Linked DNA regions of Ovis aries: region 2 is linked to region 1. A link is a contact called in public Hi-C data. All regions are on one chromosome and are shown on one strand. The core of a region is the stretch at or near the end of the contact, and the rest is flanking DNA. Distances in the headings are between cores, read along the strand shown.

The links. A called contact is a pair of places that touch in the nucleus more often than the background predicts.
Region 2: a contact with region 1 is called in a Hi-C map of liver, with 4 times the contacts expected there. The contact joins the enhancer-like site here to the promoter of ZNF608 in region 1. A contact is called at or near these places in 6 of 16 Hi-C or Micro-C datasets (hypothalamus, liver, mixed tissues and 3 more).

The regions. Positions count from the first base shown.
Region 1 is chr5:26,707,047-26,714,701 of ARS-UI_Ramb_v3.0, reverse strand. It overlaps ZNF608 (zinc finger protein 608), which reads right to left and starts at 3,697. Exons shown (of 9, transcript XM_027969981.3): 1 at 3,409-3,697. The coding sequence starts at 3,450.
Region 2 is chr5:26,802,012-26,809,666 of ARS-UI_Ramb_v3.0, reverse strand. ZNF608 (zinc finger protein 608) reads right to left here. Exons shown (of 9, transcript XM_027969981.3): 3 at 1,257-1,344; 4 at 1-749. Among named protein-coding and RNA genes, the nearest start is that of ZNF608, 95 kb to the right of the region's middle. Within about 2 kb of position 3,471, at least 25 of the 54 cell types and tissues checked have an H3K27ac peak or open chromatin away from gene starts, as enhancers often do. A contact at or near this core is called in hypothalamus and liver, where this site is marked.

The sequences.
Region 1 (7,655 bases), core at 2,448-4,947:
CCAGGGATTTTACACCCTTCAGTCCAGGTCCACCTTTTCCTGTGAAGGGGGAAAAGTCGAATATTTCTTGTCTGGGTGTTACCAGAATAAAAAACGATTAATATTGGGGAGTCAGTAAGGGGTACAGGGAAGGATGGTGAGGAAGGTGGCTCATGTATTGTCTCCACAGTCCAATATCAGGTTTAAAGAAAAATAACCAAACCCAAAAAACATACCCATGACAGTAAGCATCTTACAGTAGCTAAAAAAGACAAGCCCTTTATCAACGACACAAAGATAATCACTTTTAAAAGGCATTAAAATATCTTAAGGATCTGAGTGAAGTTCAGAAAGGTTTAAGGAAAAAAAAAAAAGAGAGTTTAGCTTTTTTTTCCCTAGCACATACACATGATAACAATCCCAGAAACACAGGCTGAACACTCAGACAAGAGGAAGGAACACGTTTTAAACACCCTTAAACATGTCCTAGATCTTGCAATTTAAAAGACCAGACCCTGGAAGTTCTCTGAGGCTAGTTTCAGAATGATGTTGCTAAATTTTCCTCATTTCTAATTTTATTACTTCTTTTTACAAATTGTCTGGGCAATCTGTTTTTTGTTCCCAGTAAGGAACAGAAAAAAACAACCAATACCCCCCCACACACCCCATACACAAGCCCCCATCTCCTATCCTCTATTCCCCAACAGTTTATACAATGTTATACACACACGTCTTTAAGATCATTTCTCTATTTTAAAAAAGACAGTGCTAAATAAAAGGCTAAATATCTGCCTTTTGAGGAAAAAAAATTACATCTAAACAATTCTACCATATTCCTAGGTCACAGACTGGCTCAATCTGTTAAATATGGTGCTACTGACTGTACGGGAAACTGATTAAGACATACACTTTAAGTGATCTGCGCCAAGGTGGCCTCAATGACCGCAAATGAGTGTGTGTTTGACAAAGATCAGTTAAAACGGTTTTTAAAGGGATCAGCCCCTTTTTAACAGTTGATTGTCAAGGAAAAAAAAATAAATATACATACACACACACACAGACATTGCTTACCTTTAATCCTTTATCATTTTTTAATTAGGCCAGCAAATCAAAATGCCTTTCCCACTCCACTCGGCAAACAAGCCTGTGCCTCATTTTACTTAAACACCAAATGATCAAGAAGGAACGAACCAAATAACACATCTCAGCCAGAATAATCACTCGATAACATTATTCCACCTCCCCACCCCCCCCTTTGGCAAACGGATCAGTCCTTTTCTCCTTAAAAAAAATGTGTCACTGTACAGCTGGAAGATAATGTTTCACATTCACAACAGAAGCACCAAAGGGTTTTTTTTCCTCTTAACAAGCATCGAGAATAATAGTTTTAAAAAAGAGAGCGCTTAGAGAAAAAAGTTTTCCCAACTTCTCATTCCGCCTTCAGTTCCAGACTTCAGAGTCACCGTGATCAGTAAGTAATGATCCCATGTAGCAAACCTACAGGCGTCCGCTAGTAACAAGACAGAATGTGCTAACATCGGGATAAATTAGTGAAAGGGAAGAAAGAATAAGGAGAAAGGACTGAAAATCTGGGCTGGATTCCGCCTGTTAGTCGGGAAGTGGCATTTTTCCGCCCGTCCTGACAGATTTGATTTCTTGAACTAACTTAAGAGGAAAGGAGGGGGGAAAGGGGTGGGGGAGAGAGAGGGACCGAGGGGAAGGAGGAAGAGGAGGAGGAAAGGGTGGGATGAGAAGCTGAACCAGAGGAGAAAAAGAAAGGTGTGGAGGGGGAGGGGAGCAGATGATTCAGTGAGCTGATAAACCAGTTAGAACAGCATTCGCTCGGGGCGGCGGGCGGCGGGGTGGGGAAAATAACGGCGTTTAAAATTGGTTCAGTCTTCGAAACCTGAAAGGATGTGATGTTTTCCTGTTTTATGTTGTTTTAAGAAAAAGGAACCGAGTTCCTAGTATAGTCCCCGAGGGGGGGGGGAAAAATCCGCTGTCGCTCAAGCCAATCAGTCATGTGGTAATTCGATAATTAGAGTAAAAAAAAAAAATTTTTTTTAAGGCGACCTTTTTCAGGACAGTTTTTCCCATTTATAGTCGCAGCAAACGGTGCGCCTCCTTTTTATTTTTCTCTCCTCCTCCTCCCTCACCCACCACCTCCTGTGTTTAGTCAGATGGCCCCGGAGCTTGGCTTAGTATTTTTAATTAGCTGGCGTTTGGAAGCTAAAAGCAGTAATGAATTGTTGATGGATTGGAAGTGGAGAGTCGCTTTGCTGGAAATGTCGGGGCTGGGAGAGGGGGATGGGCGAGTTAGCAACAACCAACCATCTAAAAGGAGCGATTTTGTTACAGTGCAAGCCTTTCACATCACGTGAGGATCAAGGGCTCAATTGGTTGTCGTGAGAACAAAAATGGTGACAAGCGTATCAAGAAAATACTGATCTGGTCTTTAAAAAAAAACCTGAAGGTCTCTCCCCTCCCCCTGCACACACTCTTCTCCCCTCGCCTCGCCGCCTCCCCCCCACCCCACCCCCGCCCTTGCAGTGGGAGCAGCTACAAGTTATGAATGTGAAACATTTCTCGCAGATCTAGGCTCTCGGAAGTTCGGAAGGAGTGAAATGTAATGAGCACAAGAGCAAAGCAGATGTTTTAAAGAAACACCTTATAAACCTTTCCTCAACTTATCTCCAATTTGTCGGCTTTGCCAAGTGGCCAGGGATGGAGAAGACTAGTCGAGGGGATAGGGCACCTCCACACTACTTGGATTTTAGGGAACCCCCCCTCATGTCTTAAACAAAGAAAAACATTTTACTAGCTCCAAGCCAGGTCCTGTAATAAACACACCATTGTTACTATTTGTGGGTTTGTTTGGGTTGGGTGGGGCATTTTTTCCCCCTTAATGGTGTTTTCGCAGCTTGCTTTTTTAAGGAGGTGGAAAATGGTAATTATAACCATTACATGTAGTGGGTGACTATTCCCTTGTTTAATATTAAATTATTGGGCACTGGATGTGACAAGAGACAGAAATCGGCTTATTCTGCCCTTGCTCCCATTTTCCTGGCTCGGTTTTGAGGAGGGTCCTGCCCTGCTAGGACAGGAGAGGGAGAGGTGAGGTGCGCTAGAGAATGGACACTGCAGATCAGGATTTGTAACTGTGTCACTTTATTCTCCTTGGGTGAGAGCCCCAAAGGTAATTTACTCTTAAGTTACCCCGAGTGCCCAGTCAAGCTTAATTTGTGTGAAGAAGTTACAAATGCTTCACCCTCCACTGAATAAAAATTCACCCTTCTTGGGTTGTTGTTCTCAATGCAAAAGCCAAACCCTGTAACTAGTTCCTCATTTCAATGCATAAAACTCGCACATTCCCCTGCATGAAGTCCCCGCTAAGTGCTATAGAGAGACACACCACGCAACCGTACTTACGGTCTGTATTGGATCGAGTTGACCTTTTCCTTCTAACTGCATTGAATGTGTTTGGTTGCAGCCGCTTTATTTTGGAAATTATAATCTCTTCAACAAATTTATTATTAAAGAAGATGGACCATCAAATGTCACAGACTGTCCTGTGTATTTTTTTTATAAAAGCAAAAATTAAAAGAAAAAAAAAGGAAAAGAAAAATCCCCCTGGTGCACACACACAAGCTTGTTCTGCAACACTGAAATCAGGACTGAAACACACACACACAGGGGGAGTGGAGCAAAAGGAGCTCTCAGCCTCTATACCTGAAAGGGACTTTTCTTTGTTCCCATTGCCCTTTCTCATCGGGCCAATCAGAGAGCAGCTTTTATGAAACTAGGCTCTCTCATTGGTTAGCTGCTTTCTCTTGGCTACTGTAGGGGGTTGAGATATACACACGTATAAAACACACACAGAGAACGGGTGGGGGTGCGGTGGGGGGTGGTTGTGGAGACAAAGCGTTTTATTTTCCAACCAGATTGGGGTTGAGAAACCTCCTGCAGTAAGATGAAGAAGAAAAAAAAAATGGTACGCCCGTTTCAATTACTACATCATTCACATAAAACACTTATTTATTAAATCTCAAACAGGCTGCGAGGAGAGGATGTCGGTAAATACAAGTTTGATTGTGTTATCTTGGGGGAAATAATGTATGTGATCGCTCGGTGGCACAGGGAAGCCAAATGAGCCACTAGCGCCTAGCGAGGAGAAAAGGGAGGCTGGCTGTGTGGAAATGACTGCGAGCGTTTTGCTGGCTTTCCTTCCGTGTTGCGAGGACTCGGCAGCGCGAACTCCCAAGACTGATTTTCTGTATTGCAGCTTCTGGCTTTCAACCCTCCCCCACCACTTTGCCCTTCTTCCAATTTTTTTTTTTTTTTTCTTTCCCTGTGTCTCTCATTTTACTCGCTGATTAAATAAGAAAAATCGATCTGGAGGTGAAGACACAGTGGTGGGGAAACAAGTAACCCTTTTGTTCCCAGGCTTCTGGTCCACAAGCAATGAAGTGTGAACACTAGCAACCATTTAACCACCACTACGTGAATGGTTCTTCCCTGGAATAGTAACAAAGCTTTCCCACCTGGTCCTAGGCAGCTCCAAAAAAATTAAAAATAAATAAGGTCCCAGCCAACCATATTAACACCTCGGGCCAGCCTCATTTTTTTAAAAATCGATTTGTGGGAGATAAATATACTAGGAAGATTAACCCCTTTAAACAGTCCCTGTGCCATTTTTGAGCCGAGGGATTGTCAAAGTTCCCCTTACTCCAAATATTTAACCCCCTCTTGGGGAGAGCCAGTGTCAAAGTCCTCAGAAGGCAACACCATGCGATTCACTGAGAATACGAAAATATTTTAGAATGTATTGTAGGACAAATGCCAACAACCAAGTTAATGGAACTCTGCGGTCACAGGACAAAAGAGGTTAATATGAAATAACAAGTTCAGTATTGTATATAACGCTGAATATACTTAAGCGAATGTATTTATATATATCAAGCTTTTAAAGCACTTTTAGTTTTAATTTTTCATTGTTATTTTCTGTCACTTTTAGGAGCTGTAATATGGAAATTTTAAAGTCAAGGGTGACTTTTCAAATTTAATTGAAAGCGTCATGATCCTAAGTTTTAAAGATCCAGCACTACTAGGATTGTAATTTCTGCATGACAGTTAAAATTTAAGAATGTGTCTTAACTGAGTCAAACTGGACATATAATGTGAATTAGAGCTAGCAGAAGATTGCTTATGATGTAAATATTCAGTGATGACCTTGTGGATCAATAAAAATATGTCACATGTTTTAGGTAACGTCTGTGACTCGTGTTTGAACTTTCAATATCTTTAGTTCTTTTTTTTATTGCCAATTAGTCGTTTCACTACCCAAGATGAACTTTATTCAAAGCTGCAAATAGTAATAAACAGCAGTTTCCATCCCTTGCTGAGGTACATAAACCAGAGGAATGAATCTATAATAGTCCTTGAAAGTGAAAGTGAAGTTGCTCAGTCGTGTCCGACTGTTTGCAACCCCATGGAGTGTAGCCTACCAAGCTCCTCTGTCCCTGGGATATTTCCAGGCAATAGTAACTGGAGTGGGTTGCCATTTCCTTCTCCAGGGGATCTTCCCGACCCAGGGATCGAACCCTGGTCTCCCACATTGTAGACAGATGCTTTACCGTCTGAGCCACCAGGGAAGTCCTAGAATAGTACTTAGATCTGCCTAAAAAGATTTACTTTCAAAGCAAAGCTATACATTGACAAACAGGGCAAAGAGATAATCTGATACCCACTTACCCCTTATTTTAACTTTGATATTTGTTGTATATTTTTGAATGGACAGGTTTACAATTTGTGTGTGTCCCATTGCTAATAGAGCATACATACTGATTTTGAACTTTTCCTCTTTTAGAAGAGTGGTTCCTCAAAGGACCAGATCACTCAGGCATTTCCTGTGTCCCTGAAGGGTCATCTGCTTTTCAGCCTTTAAAAGTCCATGGCTACCCTGTATATTGTATCAGCTTGGAAAAAATCAATAATTAGCTTTTAAAACAAAAAGACTCAAAAAGTCACAGAAATAAGACCTGATGAAGTTCAAAAAGGGTAGAAGCACTCCTCCAACACACTTGGTTGGTAAAAGCAAACCACAGGGTCTGCAGTGTAGATTTAGTGTAACGAAAACCAAAGTTTAGGCTTCCTAATACTCAAATGATCTGATCTAACCCTAACTTCAAACAATACCTAACCCTAATTCTTAAATCTTCTCTAATAAACCCCACTTGGTTAAAGATAAAGGCTTATGCCAAATTCAGTAACATATTTAACCCAAACCACTTTTGATCAACTCAAGCATTTCCCTTCCATTCCAACATTTCCACACTCCATTCATACCCCACCCCCACCTCCTGCCCTCCAAGTTCTGCCAAGAGGCTTGAATCAACCAGAGTTGTTCTGCTGGCTTTGTGTGTGTTTGTTTTGTTTTGTTTGACAAAGGGGCCAATCAAGAGACATCAGAGGGCTATCAGCTAATTGATGAATGAAACTAAGATAATTAACTACTGCTTAGAAAATAAGACCTACTCCTCTCACAAATTGGGAAGTTCTACCATAGTTTGGAAAAGAAAATTTTATCTTCATCTCTTATCAAGATAACAGGGAACCCACCAGTTTGTATACTGATAGCCATACACTTAATAATACCAGTACACTGTTGTATAACATGCACACTTTGAAATTTTACATTTTCGTGCCTGCCTGGTAGAGGGCAGGAGCTGTCTGGAAAGGAGTCCAGGAGAAATGACGACATGGGAAGAGCAGAAGGGTAGTGTAAAAGGAGAAGTTAAAGAGCGCTATCCCATCTCCAGCAAGCCCCATCACCAACTCTGTCCCTGCAAAGTTACTGCTTCCATTACTAGGTGATCAGAAGATCCTGATAAAAGACTTTTCCTCCTTTTTAAGAAAAGAGAGCTCAGTGCTGAGGAGGCCAGGGGCTTCAGGCAGGAACACAAGAAAACACAGTGATCTTTCTTTGGCACCTATTTCCTCAGATTTATGCTATATCACTAAGGATCAGAAATAATTCCTTGGATTTTGATTTATTTAGAAAGGAATCTAAATACGAGTCTAACTTTTCTCAATCTATGCTAACCTTGACACTACAAAGGTACTCAAGACCAAGGAGGAAGATAGAAAGCAAAGCTATTTAAAAGAAAAAAGGAAAAACACTACCTGGAAATGGACTTGTATTATGAGAAAAGAAACTTAATTTAGACATAATGAGAAACTCTCTGGCTGCCCAGGAAGATTATGGGGATAGAGTCTTATCTGTCTGGGCTTATATGTGAACAGACCTGCCTCAGGGCTGTGGGGAGTCGACCTGGTTTCTAGGGAGTATGTGATTCATTGAGACACCCACACAAACGCTAGGCATTCTTCACTATACCTATGGGTGACATCCGAATTTCCTACCTGAAAGGGAAAATGAAAGTCACTCAGTCTATCCGACTCTTTGCAACCCCATGGCCTATGCAATCCATGGAATTCTCCAGTCCAGAATACTGGAGTGGGTGGCCTATCCCTTCTCCAGCGGATCTTCCCAACCCAGGAATTGAACCGGGGTCCCCTGCATTGCCGGTGGATTCTTTAGCAACTGAGTTATCAGGGGCCTAGGAAAGATTTTTTAGAGAAAACTCAGTCTTTTCACACATGCTTCCTAAATCTAA
Region 2 (7,655 bases), core at 2,222-4,721, 95 kb before region 1:
TAAGACCCTTCTTTTTGCCAGAATTCTTCCCAGCCTTCGCTCCAATAACAGAACCTGGGCCGTTGCTCAGGAGCTCTCTCTTTCCCTTGGGGGTGCCGGGGGGGTTCCCTGAGCCAGGGGACACTGGCGCCTTCACCTGCTCATAAGCTGATACACTTGTGCTTGGCTCGCTGCATTCCAGCGCCACGTTGCTCAAGGCCTCCTCGCAGTCTGAGATCTTGTCCTCACTATCTGGTTCGAACTCCAGCTTGTTCTCTGGGTCTAAGTGGGCATGAGCCTGGTGGTACCTGAGGCCATTGATGTGCTTGTACTTTTTGTTGCAGTTTGGGTGGGGACAATCAATCAACACAGGAGAAGAACAGCCCTGGTCCAAAAAAGTCGTCTCTGGTTTCCCTTGAGGGGTGGTGGGAGTGCTTCTGGAATTTGTGCGGACACGCTTCCCGGGCTTACTGTCCTCGGAGCTGGAGTTCAGGTCTAGCTCCATCGGAGGCTTGTTTTTCCTTTTGTTGGTGGAGGAGGGGCTGGCTTTGATGTCCTCAGCAGCACAATTCGGGGGTGTCCTCCGCCCGCTGGCGTTGAGGCTGCCCCGCCTCCCCTTCCCATTGGCCCCTCCTCTGTTCTTGTTCTGCAGCCCTCTGGACTCTATGAAGCTGGCCTCCGAGCCCGGGGCAGCTGCGGTAGACCTTGCTCTTTTCCCTCGGCCTCGGCCCCCTCTCATCTCCAGGTCGCTGGTTGGTGACTCGCAGAACCTAGGGAAGCAAGTAACAGCGGTCAAAACGAGCATTTCCAAAGGAGCCAGGTGAAATCACAAGGCACGCAATGTAGTAAAGAGCAGTCAACACCCCAGCAGCTTGAGCGCTGGGCCCAGATGAGGAAAAGACACCCAATTCTTCCACTGACAATTTCAATACCTATGACAGATCAGGCTACCAATGGCTTATGGTCTTCCTCAGAAAACCAGCTCAGGTAGCTAAGTTTTCGATGCAGTTCAAATTCCCATGTTGACAAAAAAGAAAACAAAGGAGATAAAGGAGGGGCAGGAAATAGCGATCACCCAAAAAACAAGCAATGTGGCATCTGCATTTTATTGTGTTCAATCCTGAATTGCTCATTGCTCTTTTGCTTGGTTTCAATTACAAACTGACTTTTAAGTATTATTAATCTCTCTCTGTAGTTTCCTTGCAAAGAGAAGGAGAGGGGAAGAAGAGGAAGGAGGAGAGAAAGACAGAGGCTGAAATCAAAGGCCCCGTGCCTACCTGGGAGGGGCCCAGTCGTGCTTGGTGCAGTCCAGTAAGGTCCCTACGTAAGTCTTGTTCCTCCACGTGACATTGACCACTAGGACACCTGCAGGAGTGGGGAATGAAGAAGGACCAAGGTTAGCACAAATTACCCTATTTCTAGTTCATTTATTATTACTATACTTTTTACCAGCAAAGCTCTATTCTCATTTGCTTTCAAAAGCTGTGGTTTGCATGCTTCCTCTTTCTGGTTTCAGTGACCTCAAGCAAAAACCCACAGGAAATCATGTGTGTGTGTGTGTGTGTGTGTGTGTAAGTGTGTGTGTGTTCATGAGATACTTGTGTGGTACAAAAGGGTAAGGCTGTGTGTGAGAGGGTAATCAAGATACTGCTGACAGAAGGAAATGGTTTTTGCCATGTCCTGCTGTAAAACAGCAACACTCACCTCTTAATTTTTCTATTATTACACATAATTGCTTTCGTTTGGCAAGCAGCCAACAAAAACTAAGCGCCAGTTACCAGTGCTTAAAACAGAAAGTGACTGAAAGGAATCGGTTTTGTTTCCAATTCAATAATATAAAATAATGGTGATTTTTATTTAGGGAAAAAAATGATGTGCATGCAAGAGGGAGCTTGGAGCTCAGATAGGAGACAATCAGCTATGATTTATTCTTCCTAATCCTCTCCTCTCTGGCTTTGTGAGACAAGAATTAGCCTTAGCATGGTATCTATTTCACTGTTTGGTCTTGTTTCATAGTAAGGACTCCTAAAATAGCCCTCTTAAGAAAATATATGTACACAATAGGTTTGCTCTTGGGGTTATCTTTAGAATCAGCTTTAGTAAGCATTTGCCACAGAGGATAAGGAAAAAAAAAAAAAAAAACAACCCTCAAAACGAACACACTTGTTTCCTGCAAGCCATTCTGCTTTTCCCAACTGCTTTGCAGACAGACAATTTAATTTAGCACTGCATCTGTGAATTACTAAACTTAAGTGCACTTAGTATACCAAATGTCAGAGGGAAACAAAATATAACATCCTCTTTATTTCTCCAGAGGACAAGTGCCTTAAAAAAAATAATAATAAAAAACAACTCATTTCTTTAAAAGCACACATTAAAAGGAGGTAGATTTTGCTTTTGAGACATATATAAACTATTAGGGTAAAGAAATAAAGTAAGTGTGTCTTAGTTTCTATAAACCACCAGTCTCCCTTCTTCCTTGGAAACACCAAGAGATAATACTCAAAGTCTATTTTTAGCTGGCTTACACACTTGCTCACTGCTATTTGAATTCTGCAGAGAACTTGTATTGAACTCCTCTGTGGTAAGGGACCCCTCACAAGGTAAGACTCATTTCCTTGGGAATGTCTTTAATAGCAGGTAAAATATTTGGATAGTTGGGACTCAAGTAGTGGGGAAGAAAGGATTTCTTTCAAAAGTCCCAAAAAGAGATTTAAAAATTGTTTCCCATATGGTCTGTGTTACTATTACTTAGGTGACAGCTGAATTTACTCACTATATCAATGGTGGTGGGGGGGGGAGGGGAGATTACATGAAGGAAAGTAAGCGTTTCCTCAAATCATAGTTGATTCCATTCTAATTCCTTCACAGGAAAAAAAAAAAAATAACACTCAAGTCATTGAGTATAAAAATGCTTATTGAGATGAGAGTCAATGGTAATTAGGCATTTGGTAAAAATGTGCACAAGACAGAAGAATTGGAGGAAAGGATTCTTTATGAGCACAACCCTTCAGGAAAAGGGAGGGGTGGAGACCAGGCGAAGGGGAAGACGGAGCTGGTTTTCTCATCATTTGCTCTCTGGGGCAGTGTGTGTGGTGTCAAAGACCTTTGCAGCTGCTTAAAATTCTTTAGCATGTCAGCTATATTTACAGCGCAGGAATATATCTGTATTGCCAGAAGGTTACTGCATTTTAGCTTTAGATGCAATAGGCTGAATCACTGCGTTCCTGAGTCCCTGATGTAGCACAAATGTATAATTAAAATTGCTTGAAAGGAAACATGAAAGAAACAACAAACCCTCCATTCTTACAGTAATAAAATTAAAAACAGGAAAAGTCTGCGCAGACACTTAACATTTGTCTGCAGTGAAAGGCTTTTGTTATTGCTTTTCCCCTAAGGGTTTCGCGTTTCCAGCAAATGCTGGCCATGGATTGGCCGGCGCCTGCTGGGAACGCCAGCGTCTGATTGGCTGAGCCGAGGGCGGCCGCCCGGAGCAAAGGCTGGGGATAAAGGAGTATCGCCGGGGGAAGAGGCGGCGGCCCGGCTGCCGCAGCGGTGGACGGTCCACGAGGCGGGGGCACGCTCCCCAGGCCCGGGTTCTCTTGGGGACAGAGGGCTGGCCAGCTGCGTAAATCAATGCGGGCTGATCCGTGTGATGAAAGGCTACTGTCCACGTGACCGCGCTGAGTTTCCCACCACGACCCACGCAAAGTTGCTCCATGAAGCACATCAGCCTGCACACCACCCCCAGCATCGAATTCCTGGTCTTGGAACAGGACAAAGGGAAACCTGGGAGCCGGAGAGGACGGACCCCAATATGCAGGAGTTAATCACTGAGTATGTGGAGTTTTCGGGTGAAGCTATCACAGGCGAAACAACTCCACACTGCAAAACTATTCCCATCTCCTGATACTGTTTCTAGACGCCACACTTATCTAAGTACAAGTAAAAATCACCATTATTAGCACTTGGTGGGAATAAAATTCTTTTTAAAAAATGTCCATTTTCAACCTAAAAGGGCCTCAATAAGTTAGGCTAATTTTCCTAGATGCTCCATATTTTAAAAGATGCTCAAAATGAATGCTCTAATCCTGGGAAGATGTGAATAGTTTCTCTAATTAAATACGTGTGTTTGGTCTATTTTTCCCTTATATGCACAATCCACTTCACAATGTCATGGAATATTTATGTCAGCCTAGAATTCACGTGCAGAATACAGGCATGCACATGTTTATGTGGCCCAATCTGCTCTATGGGAATGAGGGCTTAAGGAACGCTTCTCATATAAACTACAAAGCATACTGTTTCTTTGTCAGGAAGTCTGTGTTCAGACAACATCCTATCGTGAGGGGCCAAGTACAAAGGTAGTGTTGAACTCTAAAAAAACATATAAAGGACTTATCTTTTTGAAGTCACATCTTGAACACTTTCTAACCCGTGGTGATAGAAAACAGACTATACTTTTGTGAAAATGAGTCCTTTTAAAAGTTCAAATTTTATAAATCTGGGTATGGTTATTTTTCTCACATAAACTAAAAATAAATGTACATTTATTCCAAAAGAATTAATTTTACTGCATATTTATTCTTTCAAACATCTTGCCAATTTGTCAGGTGCTGGGGACACTGTACAAGTCCTTTTCATCTTTATCTTCTCAAGTATCCCACCAGATTGATCATCTTCCCTTCCTACCCACATGAGGCTTCCTGGGTGGCCCAGACGTAAACAATCTGCCTGCAATGCAGGAGACCTGGGTTCAATCCCTGGGTTGGGAAGATCCCCTGGAGAAGGGAATGGCTACAACTCTAGTATTCTTGCCTGGAGAATCCCATAGACAGAGGAACCTGGTGGGCTACAGTCTATGGAGTCCCAAAGAGTTGGACCCAACTGAGCAGCTAACATTTTTACTTTTCACTTTTCCCACCCACAGACTGGGCATGGTTTTTCTCAAAATGCTAATAATGCCTGCCCTGTAATACTTTATATTTGAAAAATATCTTAAGATTACTACCCATGAAGAAAAAATAAAGCTGCAAAGAGCACCTGGTGGTTTGAGTGTGCTTCCCACATAGAGTTTTCTTCCTTGTGTTAAGGGTATGTCTTAGATCCTAATGTACCATCTAAGCTGCCGCCCCCACAAAGCATTACCACTACAAGACACTTTAATAAGAAGGTGATCTGCATTCTATAACATGAGCCCCTTCCCTGCCTCTACAAGCCAAAAGAGCCCTGAGATCCCATAAGGATTCCACATTCACGGTGTTCTATTATCTCCTCTTGTCAATACTTAGCAGTTAAGTGATCCCAGAGAGATGGTCAGGCCCATTAAACATTTATTGTGTATCTACAGAGTATATACAACACTAGGAATCTATTTAGTGCTATGGAATCAGCCATAGGTTGCCATCCAGACTTTATACTTTCAAAAGTCTGCGAACAGAGCATAAGCATACCTGCTATTCCAGAAGCGCAAGTACAGTTAGTATATTACCCATACTAGAAAGTAGGGCCCTTAACCCATCTTATTCAACTAGACCCAGCATGAGACTTTCACAGTAACTGCCCCGCCTAAAGTTCCTGTTCAGAGGGAAGTCTTAGGCAACCAGGCTCCTAGACCAGTAATCCTAACCCTGGCCTCATCTGACTGCTCTAGGTAACTGAAGCAGAGATAAGGAAACAAGGACTTGCTCTGGGAACCTGAGCTAGTGATATGGAAAGTGAAGTTGATAATAAGAGTAGAAACCTACAGGTCACAAGGTACTGAAGGGTGAAAGGCCAATGGGTGGTACAAGGCCCTCATTTTTGTGTGTCCCTTTTCCCTTGTGCTACAACTCTAAAGGAGCAGGGGGTAGGGGTTGGAGAAGCTCTCACTGGTATCTAGGGCTGTTCCATTCTTTTTTAATCATCTTGTTAGAAAGACGCTCCTGGTTCTGAACTAAAATCTGTCTTTGAAGACCTAGGTCCTGGCTGTGCCTTCTGATACCCTACAGATAGGGCCCTTGACAGCCTGTCACCCACGGAAGGACAGTGACCATGTCAACACTCCCTTCACCCCTGCTGTCCTCTTTTTTTCCCCTCCAGCATAAACGAGTTTCTTCAATCATTCTTGATGCCACATTTTTAACTGCCCTGAGGGGAAAAAAAAACTTTAATGATGGACTCATCCAAATTCCCAAAGCAAGTTAAGGCTTCTAAGAAATTAGAACCAGAGACTGGGCTTCCCAGGCAGGGCTAGTGGTAAAGAACCCATCTGCCAATGCAAGAGAAAAAAGACACAGGTTCGATCCTTACGTTGAGAAGATCCCCTGGAGGAGGGCATGGCAATCCACTCTAGGTGAATCCCATGGACAGAGGAGCCTGGGTCCATGAATTCTCTCCAGACACAAAGACTTTGTACACCATTAAAAAATGGCTACTTTCTCCTGGGTCCCCACTATATTCCATCCAAATGCTCTCCCCAGTGGAGGCCCCCAGAACCCATGGTTTCCCTCTGTGTCCTCAGCTAGCAGCTTTTTCAGCCTTCCTATGGGTTAGATAGAGCCCTGTCCCTCAGTTCTGTAAAAGGCAAATGAACTGATAGGTGCCACTGCCAGGATTAGCCCAGAAGAATCTCCCACGCACATTCCTCTGATTTCTTCACCTTCCTGGCTGGCTGGGACAGAGACCATGGTGACTCTGAAGGTCACAAGAGGATGGTAGAGTCTGCTTTAGCTAGGAGCCTATGACAAGGAGAACCCCTATCCAACAGGAACACTGAATTCAGTCCACACTAGATGAGCAGCAAATAAACTCTTACCGTTTGAATACTGCTGAGACTGTTTTAACTTAAACTACATGGTCCCTTTAACAACTTACTCCACTCATATATACAAGAGGCCTGTCTCTTCCAACCAGACTCCATTCCTTGAAAACAAGAGCGGAGTCCCGCACCTACCGTACCGGTGGGCACAGTGCCCAGCACGTGGAGGGAGTCCATTCAACTCCCAGAGGCTATCAGAGATGACTGAAGAAAAATCTAGATTTCAATGCCACCCAGTGTCTTCTTTTCACAATTACCATACTTTTTCAATAAGCGTCGTCTCCCACTAGTTTAAAGATGATGGGCACGCGCTGTGGAGAGATTTTGCTCTGAAGATGTTACAAGTATGGTTTATGAATTACTGTTTCTGCTATTTGTGAAGATGTCTCCTCAAGAACTGGGCAAATGCCTGATTTCCCAGTGGATCAGCCAAACTCTGTTTATATTACAATTTAAAGACTTCTTGCAGAGTCTGTAAAGTGCCTCATCCCTGGGACAGAAGTCTTTGCTAAGCAGTGCAAATGCCAAATTTGGTCTCTGCCATCATTTCTTGGCCCTCTTATTCAGACTGCCACATGTGGACAACCAGGGTGCGTACTTGTGCAGGAAACAAAGTGTCACTGCAATAACACCAAAATGGAACCCATTTATGGCACCATCTTTTTAAGTTTATACATTTCTTTGCTTCTGTGTATGTATGTATATGTGTATGTATGTGCATATATATGTTTTTTTCTCCCCTAGGAGGAAACATGACAATAAATATGTCACAATATGCAGTTTCCTAAGTACAGAATAAAGTTCATATATTCAGGATATTACATTACTCTTTTTAGACAACGTGACTACTGTACAAGGTAATATTTATCACCTCTCC